2 separate regions of the Gossypium hirsutum genome follow, and region 1 is linked to region 2. Evidence: chromatin contacts called from public Hi-C data. All regions are on one chromosome and are shown on one strand. The core of a region is the stretch at or near the end of the contact, and the rest is flanking DNA. Distances in the headings are between cores, read along the strand shown.

The links. Hi-C and Micro-C count contacts between places; a contact is called where the count stands out from the background.
Region 1: a contact with region 2 is called in a Hi-C map of leaf, with 2.0 times the contacts expected there. The contact joins the promoter of LOC107899348 here to the promoter of LOC107899340 in region 2. A contact is called at or near these places in 5 of 34 Hi-C or Micro-C datasets (callus, leaf and seedling).

The regions. Positions count from the first base shown.
Region 1 is chrD04:46,337,040-46,341,690 of Gossypium_hirsutum_v2.1, forward strand. LOC107899348 (rop guanine nucleotide exchange factor 7) reads right to left here and starts at 3,041. Exons shown (of 7, transcript XM_016825035.2): 1 at 2,132-3,041; 2 at 1,933-2,049; 3 at 1,682-1,836; 4 at 1,494-1,568; 5 at 1,121-1,411; 6 at 690-1,046; 7 at 1-599. The coding sequence starts at 2,723. The coding sequence ends at 96. It also overlaps the pseudogene LOC107898190.
Region 2 is chrD04:46,025,434-46,030,630 of Gossypium_hirsutum_v2.1, forward strand. LOC107899340 (delta-1-pyrroline-5-carboxylate synthase) reads right to left here and starts at 1,879. Exons shown (of 20, transcript XM_016825020.2): 1 at 1,706-1,879. The coding sequence starts at 1,786.

The sequences.
Region 1 (4,651 bases), core at 1,791-4,290, 310 kb after region 2:
ATCTTCCTATTGCTACCAAATTTTATAAAAGAACAATAATTATAGAAAGAGGTGAAAGATTGTCGTCTCAAGGAAATGGTTCATGGTGTGCAACATCAGGGTTCATTCTTTGGGGCTGGCTCGGGCTTTGGTAGGCTCACAGCCTCTTTTAGACCCTCAAACGATACCCTCGATTCTCTAGCTATACTTGAAGTTGAACCTGATTCAATTCCTTCATTTGGACTACTGTGTTCCTTGTCTCTTAAATCAATACCAAGATAGTCAGTCAACAAGACCTTTTTCACACCCATCCCATGGTGTGGGATTTTGTTGCTTGAGAATAATGGTGAACTTTCTCCCTTGACGGGGCTAACTAGATGTGCTGGTGAAAAGTTTGGAGTTGTAAATGCAGTTCTATAAGGGGTGCTCGAGAAGGGCACTGAGTAAGGAATCGAAAGACTCTTCCGACTGATTACACCAACTCTGGTCGGCGAAGAGAATTGGTCTGAATGCTTGGTCAAATCATTAACATAAAGCAGATCATCGATACGAGCCACAATGTTAAATGCCAGGCTCTCTAAAACTCTAGAGTAGCTTTCCAAAATGGATTTCCCAATATCCTAAGTAGCACCACAACACTCAATTATTAGCATGGCTATTTAGAAAGCCTTCTTAAGAACAAATATGAAAGTGGAATTTGTGACACAAACCTTGTTGTACTGAATCTTGCTCATATCTAAAGTGGTCTGGGGAAGATCGGGGTACCGCTGCTTCAAGCAAAGCAGGAGGCTTTCAGCTCTATCTGCAAGTATTTCTCTCTTTTCAGCATCAACCATTAGATCCTTAACCATGTCCCATGACGACTTTGAACTAGAGCGGGATGTGTTGTTGACAGGTTTGGTATTGGTCTTTCTGCGCCACAGATATATTGAGGCCTCCACTCGGTTGGCGATATCTATAGCTTGATGCTCGGAGGACAAATCAAGGCAATCAAGAAGACATTCAGGAGTAAACAGATCAGATGAAACATAGCGATAAATGAGATCTCCTAAGCTTGCTCGGCCATTCTGAAACAAATTCTAGCAGAAGTTAACAATCAGCGCTTCCTAGAACACGTACACAGTACATCTAATTCTTTTACCTTTGGAAGAGACTCAAAATATGATTCAGGGACTTCCATATCAGCAAGAGTAATGTTGTTGATAGCCATGGCAGCTTTTAGGATCTGGTTCGCACAGTCACGTCTATGCTGCAATTGCTTCCTTGAATTTTCATCGAGGCCTCCTGCGGGCACTCGAGGCACTGGAAGCCACCATTTTTCCTCTTGACGCTGAAGGGCTTTCCGAAATGGGGTTGATCCAGCAGCCTCCTGAGCTAGAATCCCATGGTCAACATACCAGAACTCTGTATCAACAAAGCTATCTAATATCTCCTGCAAAAACAACTCTACATTAAAAATGAACTCTACAACAGAACCATGTTTCCATATTGCAATAAAAGTCGGTGGATCTTACAAGAAGCATGTTGTCCAATTTTCTTAAAGCTGGGAGATTAACATAAAGATCCGACCGGGGCCTGCACGTCATGACCTGAAATCACAGCAAGGGCCATTGAAATTTAAACTACAAATCCACCATTAGATACAAATTGTTCACTAGATTTTAGAGCTGCCCTAATGTCACATTTTAAATCAAAGCTTCACCTCAAGCTTGCTTCCATCTGGGAATGTCTGCCACGACGGTATCAACTCAACAATGTGATCACTAACAGAAAGAAACCATTCCATCTCTCTTCGCCACTTTGCTTTCTTCTCAAGCGGTACTGGTTCTAGCCTCCATATTTGCCCAAATAAGGTGGCTGCGTGGTTAAGGCAAAGTGAATGAGAAACAAATGCCACATGGAGAAATTAAACAGATAAAAGAAACTATGTTTAAAGAAAAATAGTCAACATACCACAAAGATTGGTGATGGCATTTGAAATAGCCAAGGCAGTGCAAACACCATTTCCACACCCAGACATATCTTCACCAAGCAACAATTTTGCAAATCTTTCCTTCATCAACTCAATCTCTGCAACCCCATTACGAAATACATCAATAAAATGGATCAAACAAGGAAAATGAGAGACATTTTCTTATAGTAGTCATAATACCTGAAACCGTGGAACCTTGTTTCTCCAATTTCCTATCATCCATGGGGGGTTTCTTTCTATCTTCACTAAAACTACTACAGATGCTGCTGTCTTCTGTTTCAGCAATTTCGTGCCCATGCCAATCCAATGAAGGTGGTGAATATAAGTCTTCCTCAGAACTACTGTGACTGTGTTCCTCCTCATGCACTGTTGTTTCTGATGTGAAAAGATCAGAACTTGAGCTACTTTCACGACCCTTGTCTTCAAGTAACACAGCAAAGGTCCCCATTTGAACCCCATTTTCACCAAAGCTTTTAATCTTCTCTTCAATCCTTTCTTTCTTCTCAACCAAACCCTCCATGTCAGCTCTCTTTTCTTCAAGAACACCAGGTGAATCACAAACAGCAGAGTTGTTAACTATTGTACCACCATAATCTAATCTCTCTAAGCAACACACATTTGGCTCTATAGCTCTGTAGCACAAGCTTTTAACAGATTTTGGAACCCAAAAGCTACTAGCTTTTAGCTTTGGTACAGGCAAACAAAGCTTGAACTGGTAATCTTGTTGTTGGGTTGAGCCTATTTGCTCTCGGTGGATGAAAGGTCCATCCATAAGGCTAAAACCATGCCTGCTTTGAGGCAGAATGGAAGTAAAAAAAAAAAAAACTCAGAAATTTGATATGGGTTTTTCCTTAATTTTTTCTTAATGTATGAAAGAAAAAAGTGTGAAGCTTTGTGGTCTTATATTATGGAGTAAAGCTGGTAATAACTATTTGAAGAGAATCCCCAGTTTTCCTTTTTGTTATTTTTCCTAAGTTGTCATGTTCTTAAGCAGACAAGAAAAGGGCTTGACAATGTCTAGGCTTTGTTTGAAAATTAAAAGTAGGGTGGTGATGGGAGGATCTATCCATTCAAATCCATGACGTCTATCCTTTCAATTTATGTTGTTTTTAAGATCCTAATAAGATGCACAATGCCTTTAGTTTCAAAATTTACCAGTTCTCGGTGTAAAGGAAAAGTTGTTGTTCACTTTTAATTATGCTGCTTAAGCGCTCCACATTGTCTAATCTTCTTTTCCAAACCCAAATCAAACTTTTATCATTTCCTCCTTACTTTGAATTGTAAATGAAATTCAACAGGATGATATACATATCAACCCTCACCAACTTTTATTCGAATTGAATGCCAATTTTGCTTTTATGATTCACATTTCAGTTTTACTCATAAATTTATTCCTATTAATTTTTTAAAATGGTTTACCATTTAATCCATTGGAAAGAAATTTTAATGCTTAGTTTCATTAAAATCTAATTTTCCTTTGGGAGTTAAGATTGGTTTGATCATAATCTTTTCTTCTTCTTTTTTTGCGTGACTTACTTTTGAATTATGGTTGGTTGTAATTGATTGAAAATTTACCGGAATGATTTTTGAGAATGAATAAATGATTTAGAAGTAGAATAGACGAAATAAGTGATTAGGACTTTTAAAAAGATAATGTAAAATTTTAATATTAAATATTTAGTATTTTTGAAGGTTTAGATTATAATAAAATTATGGGAAGGGTAAAACAATGTTTCTTTTAATTTGGAAAACGAGTAATTAAGATGTGATGCAATAATAGTACATTTTCATTTATTTTTTAAACATTAATTAAGAATATTTGAGGATAATTATAATTATATAAAATGGAATTGGAGGTGGTCCATTTCCACTTCCAATTTTATTTAAACTTTGTTAGAGGGGGAAACAGGGAACTGTTAGGGGTGTGAGGAAACCCCTTTATTTTTATAAATTTATTTTGGGTTTTTGCAGCATCCACATTTAAATGAAATGGTAGGTTTTGAAATTTGAATCCAAAGTCCTCCCCTTCTTTTCTTTTTCCTTTTTCAGCTTTCAAGTTTGAACCAACAATGTCTGTATTTAAGTAGCCCCAAGTTAAAACTATTTTTAAAATCAAGGGATATTCTATTTTTTGGCCCTTAAATTTTGCAACTACATTCTACTCTAGTATTTATAATTGTACTCTTTTTTTTTAAAAAAAATTAGATCCATTTTGGTTATTAAACATTATATGTAACACTCTAAAATTATACCACATCATCATCACCTGAAATTTTATATAATTTTTTTAAAATTTTAAGCGATAATATGGCACAATCTTAAAGTGTCACATTATCATTTTTTTTATATTTTTTTAGCTTAAGGATCAAATCGAATCTAATTATTAAATTTAGATGCTAAAATGAATAAGTAGACATAATTACAAAATTCAAGACCCAAAAATTATGTTTTCTCTTAAAAATAATATGAAATAGATTTGTTGATTTGAGGGGTTTTTTTTTTTTTTTTTTGAGTGATGATTGATTATTGAATAAAAAATTTAGTCACGAGAAGGATGGGTTTATGATTGACCCAAAAATAGTTAGGCTAACAAAAGTCCAAACCATGAGCCCATTTTCTCAGTAAAAGCCCCATTTATGATTAAAGAACCTACAAAACAACTCCAGGTTGTGGATATGGATTATGGAATCTGGTTTCAGC
Region 2 (5,197 bases), core at 629-3,128:
AGTAATAATGGTGATATTGTTGGAAGCCCTCAAATACATCCATGAAATTGTGTTTTGCCATAATCAACGAGAAAAATCTATGGAAAATATCATCACGTCAATTAACATGTAAACACTTGGATGTTCATTTATCCATGGAAGCAATGATCACAAAGTTAGACAATTAAGTGTTAGTCAGTTGAGAAAAATCGCATCAAAATAAACTGATTTATCAAATTTAGTCAGATTTTCTTTTTAAAATATACATTCAATTTTTAATTTGAAACTAATGATAACCAACCCTAATATTAATATTTTAAATTTAGTTTTTTTTATACTATATTAGAAATAACAACTTAATTCGTATTTAAACACAAAATTTACCATAATATTAATTTACTGAAAACATAAAAAAACACTCTTATATTGATATTTATTACTTTATAAAAATAATGTTATTTTAATAATTTTCAAATCGAGTTGGTGTCTGTTTAACTCGTGACACTAACTCAATCAAAAGCTTAATATAAATAAGTATAGATATTTATTACTTCGTGAAAGTAAAAGCATTTTAATAATTTTTTAATTGAGCTTTATTTTTGGTTAATTCGTGACACCATTCAATTTAAAGCTTATTATAAATATAGATATAGAAAAATAAGAGAGTACTGTCGGGATAAAAACACTTTTAAAATAAAAACATTGTTATATATAATGCTTTTGAGCTTTTTAAAAGTGCATTTGAGACAAAAAATAATTTATAAAAGTACTTTTTTTAATCTATAGTTTGGTCGATACCAATAAAAATTATAAAAACCAATAGAATGCATGTGAACTCTTTTTCCGAGTAGATAAAATATTTTTAAACCACAAATAAAAAAAAGTATATTTATAGAAATTAAATAAAAAAGAAAATAGTAGTTGCAAGTAGAGGTGTGCATGGGCCGGGCCAGGTTCAATTAAAAATTTAGGCCCATTTATTAGGCCTGAGCTTGAGCTCGGATCGACTCGAAAAATGAGCCTCAAATTTTACCCAAGCCCGACCCGGATAAAAATGCTAAAACCCGGTCCCGACCTGGCCTACCCATATTAATTTTTATATTATTTTTTATAAAATTTTAAAATATATATAATACATCAAAAATACTAAAAATATCAAAATAAATAATTCCCAACAAATTGAAAATAAATTTAAAAAATATGTTTACTTAAATAACACTAAGATAGATGCCTCTAAAATAATAACAAAATTAACAAATGTCTTTAAAATAATAACAAATTTAACAATAAAATAAGTTTTATACAACATCAAAACAATAACAACAAAATAGTAGCAACATAATAATAAAATGGTAGTAAAATAGGGAGAAAACAACAAGAAAATAATATTAAAAAATAATTTTTTTTGTCATTTAGTGAATTCGGGTCGGGCCAGGGCCAAAAATACCTTACTTGAGGCCTGATCTATTTTTTAAACAGACTTATATTTTTGCCTAAACCTCTCACATTTCAAGTGGAGTCGGGTGGTTGACCCATGAACAGGTCTAATTGCAAGTTAGAAAATATAGGATTAAGTAATCCTATTTGATAAGAAATAGGTATACAATTTAAATACGTTGATCTCTTAATTAAGGAAATCAAAATCAGATTTCCCTCCATTAGTCTCTTTCCATTTTCAAAATAAGAAAATAAAGATTGGGTTGAAACTCTTAAACACTTAGCTAACCTTAACGAACACACGCTTCACGTTTCTCATGAAAGTTCGTTCAGATTCCATGGCCTTCTCAGCGAAGGGACAAAGCCACATCTCCTGGAAAACTGCGTCAGATCGGCAACTGCCGCTTTTTCTGAGTTAAATTGGGTGGTTGAGGCGACTCGAAGACGATGGTGGTGTTTTATTTCAGAAATCAGGTTGATTAGATCTTCGTATTTATACCCTCCAATCATTAGGGGAAGAAAACAACGCGGGCGATGGAGATATCGCCACGTACTCCTAAGCTTTGAAATATGCTGCGGTAAGAGACAAAGCAAGATCGGCACCAAAATCAATGCACGACTTTTAGTCACACCTGAAAGACGTGAGAAATGGTCGGCTTTTTTCATTTGTTTAGTTTAAAAGTGATTCACGTCTCTCTTGGACTTTGTTTTTCTAGTCTAGGTGTGTACCAATGTCCCACTTTAACACCCAATTGCTGATCCTATAAGGTAAAACCATGCAAGTCGTTTCGCCTAGGAGCACACCCAGGTTTCAGCAGCAGAAAAATGTCCCAGGCTATTAAAATAAAATATCTTGTGAGGACAAGTGTTTTTGTTGAGTAAATTAAAAGTCGTGGCAGATCTTGATTCACATGACGTGTTTGGATATTGTTGTTTGTAAAGCAAGTGACAAATTTCCATTTGATTCCTCAATATATTATACGAAAGTGAAACATTATGGTAATGATCAGGGACGATGAATCAGCCTCCACAGTGATTATAGAATTGAAGAAATAGGATTTTTATATGTTTGTTAAGACTTGAGAGCCAATGTAGGCACTTGGTGTTGTCGTCTCTGGTTGTCAAAAGACAATGCATTGGGTCTTTGGGGCTAATCATTTCACTCCCTTGTGCACCCTTTTGTAACCATATCAATAATTGCAGATGTTTGATTCCATTACGCTACTGATTCTTCGCAGTTGTGGCAGAGTTTGTAAAGTAATATATATATATATATATGATTACCTGTTAACAATACTATATTATTAAGTTGTTGTCCATGTTGGTACAATAAGTTAATCAAATACCATCAAAAAATTGAAATTTTTTATGCGGTTTACATGATCACACTTCAACATATCTTAGTTTTATCATTTTAATCAATATTTCATTAATTTATATATTATTTATATTTAATATATTATCAATATATAAATTTTGGTAAAAAAAAATTCATATGCTATAACATTTTGTTAAAAATCCTTAAAAACAAATTTTCGACTGTTGGAGCTGTCCATAATTTGGTTGAGGTGGGTCTTTTTATTTTATCGATACCATACTATGTCACTCAAGTTCATCTTCGCTCAAAATATGTGTAAATGATTAATGAAAGTACATTTATGCCCTCCATGTTATTTTTCATTTTTTAATAAAAGGTTTAATAAAAATATGTGAAAACAATTTTTTAAGATTTTTACAAAAATTAAATCTAATATTGACATAAAAATTATTATATTTTTAATTTTAATATAATATAAACTACATAATATATAAAAATAAAAAAAACTCAACTGATGGGCGTTGAAACCACCAAATATAAATTCTTACGATAAAATAACACTAAATAGCAATTTAGAGCAATAGGGTCGAATCTACAGGGATTGGTTATCTAATTTCGCCTTTATTGTGAGCAGAATTATTGTCGCGGCAATAGTCGTGCCCACAACATGAGACAAACTTGCAGGAAAAAATAAAACAAATAAGGGGAGATGAAAATGTTTAGAAAGTAAATAAAATGAAAGAGCAACAATAAACAATTATATTAATTGAAAATAAAATAAGAAATGGAATCAAATTTCGTAAGCAATAATATAAAGTCTCAGCCTTAGACTCGGTGAATTTCAATACTGAATTGATCCTTGAAAATAAGTTTTCTCTTCTAAACCATAAGTTGGTTATAGCTACCAAGAACGTCCCAACCGCCAATTCTTCATTTCGTAGTTGATTCCGCTATAACCTGCAAACCAACCCTTACCGATTGTCTAACCGCGATACACACATTCGCAATTCAAGACCTCTGCAGCCTTGCATTCTGAAAAACCCAACTCGGATCAACAGCCTCAACTGCGTGGGTCGTTTAAATCCGATCACTATCTCTCTTGTCGAAAATCCCACTAGTATGACCCCACTAGGATATGCCAATTTGTTTGTAGAAATCCGAATACAACATGACCGACTCGACTTCCCAATTGTACTTCAAAACGACTCCAACCCTACGTGCACTTTATGTTGAAATTGAATTAACTTTAAGGGACGAATTTGTACTATCTCATATTCCAGAGAGATGGTGAATACCATTATAAAAGATTTTAAGTGCAGATTCATTTTCTCACGATTCTTGACCGGAAAGAATATTGGCCTAAAGCTAAGTAGAAGTTTAATGAAGTATGAGATTAATCATGCTAGTTGGTGTATGTAAATGGATTTAGTGAAAATGGTAGAAGGTGGAAAGGGAAGGGACTTAGGAAGCAATTGAACAAATTTGTAAAGAAACAAGGAAAAATAAATAAAATGGCAGAATGCTACTGATGCATGAAATATAAAGGGATAAAAATAATTTTATTCAATTTCTAGTGTATTCAAGTGTGTTTTTCAAAGGCCACCACCCATCTTATTTATATACATATCATATACATATATTAAAATTAGCCTAACTTACCTAACAACCAATTACATGAAATCAAATTCATATCTGATTTTTTTCTAAATATGACTTTTACAAAATCAAATAAAATCTGATCAGCCCTAAATGTTTCAAAAGTTTCGATTCGGCCCATTTTTATTGCTTGTGCTCCAATTTAGTACTTTTCTGCTTGTTTTTGACTTAAAGCATCCCAATTGCGTTCCTGACAAAATTTAAACATAAATTCACCAATTTACCAGGAAATAATTCAAGAATTAATTGATTTAAACACGTAAAACATGCAAAATAAACATGCTATCAAACCCCTCTACTTAGCCTATGCTTGTCCTCAAGCATATTGTATGTTCGTACATTAGAAACTATCCAATAATTTATCAAAAATCAAGCCTCTCTTTTGCAACCATGATCCATATAAACAATTTAGGTGAAAAATGAATAAGTGTTCAAATACTCAGTTTAACCAACAAGTGTCCATAAAATTCAAACATGTAAATTCAATTATTTCACTAAATTGAAATTGAACCAAAAGTTGCAAGGTATTTATTCTCAATTAATTATGTAGTAAATTTGGGACATAGTCAAACCTTTTTACGCGAAGTGAGATGACAACCCAAGCACCTTACCCCGGTTACTCAATTTGACACGTCTCCAAACAGACTATTTCTCCCTACTTATGGTAGCTCGGTTAGTGGAGTGTTTGCAAGTTTCCGGTTCGTCACTCAAACCTTTTTATGTGAAATGAGATGACAACCCAAGCACCTCATCTCGGTTACTAAATTCAGTCACATTTCTGAAATCTTCACTCATAACTTAAGCCAT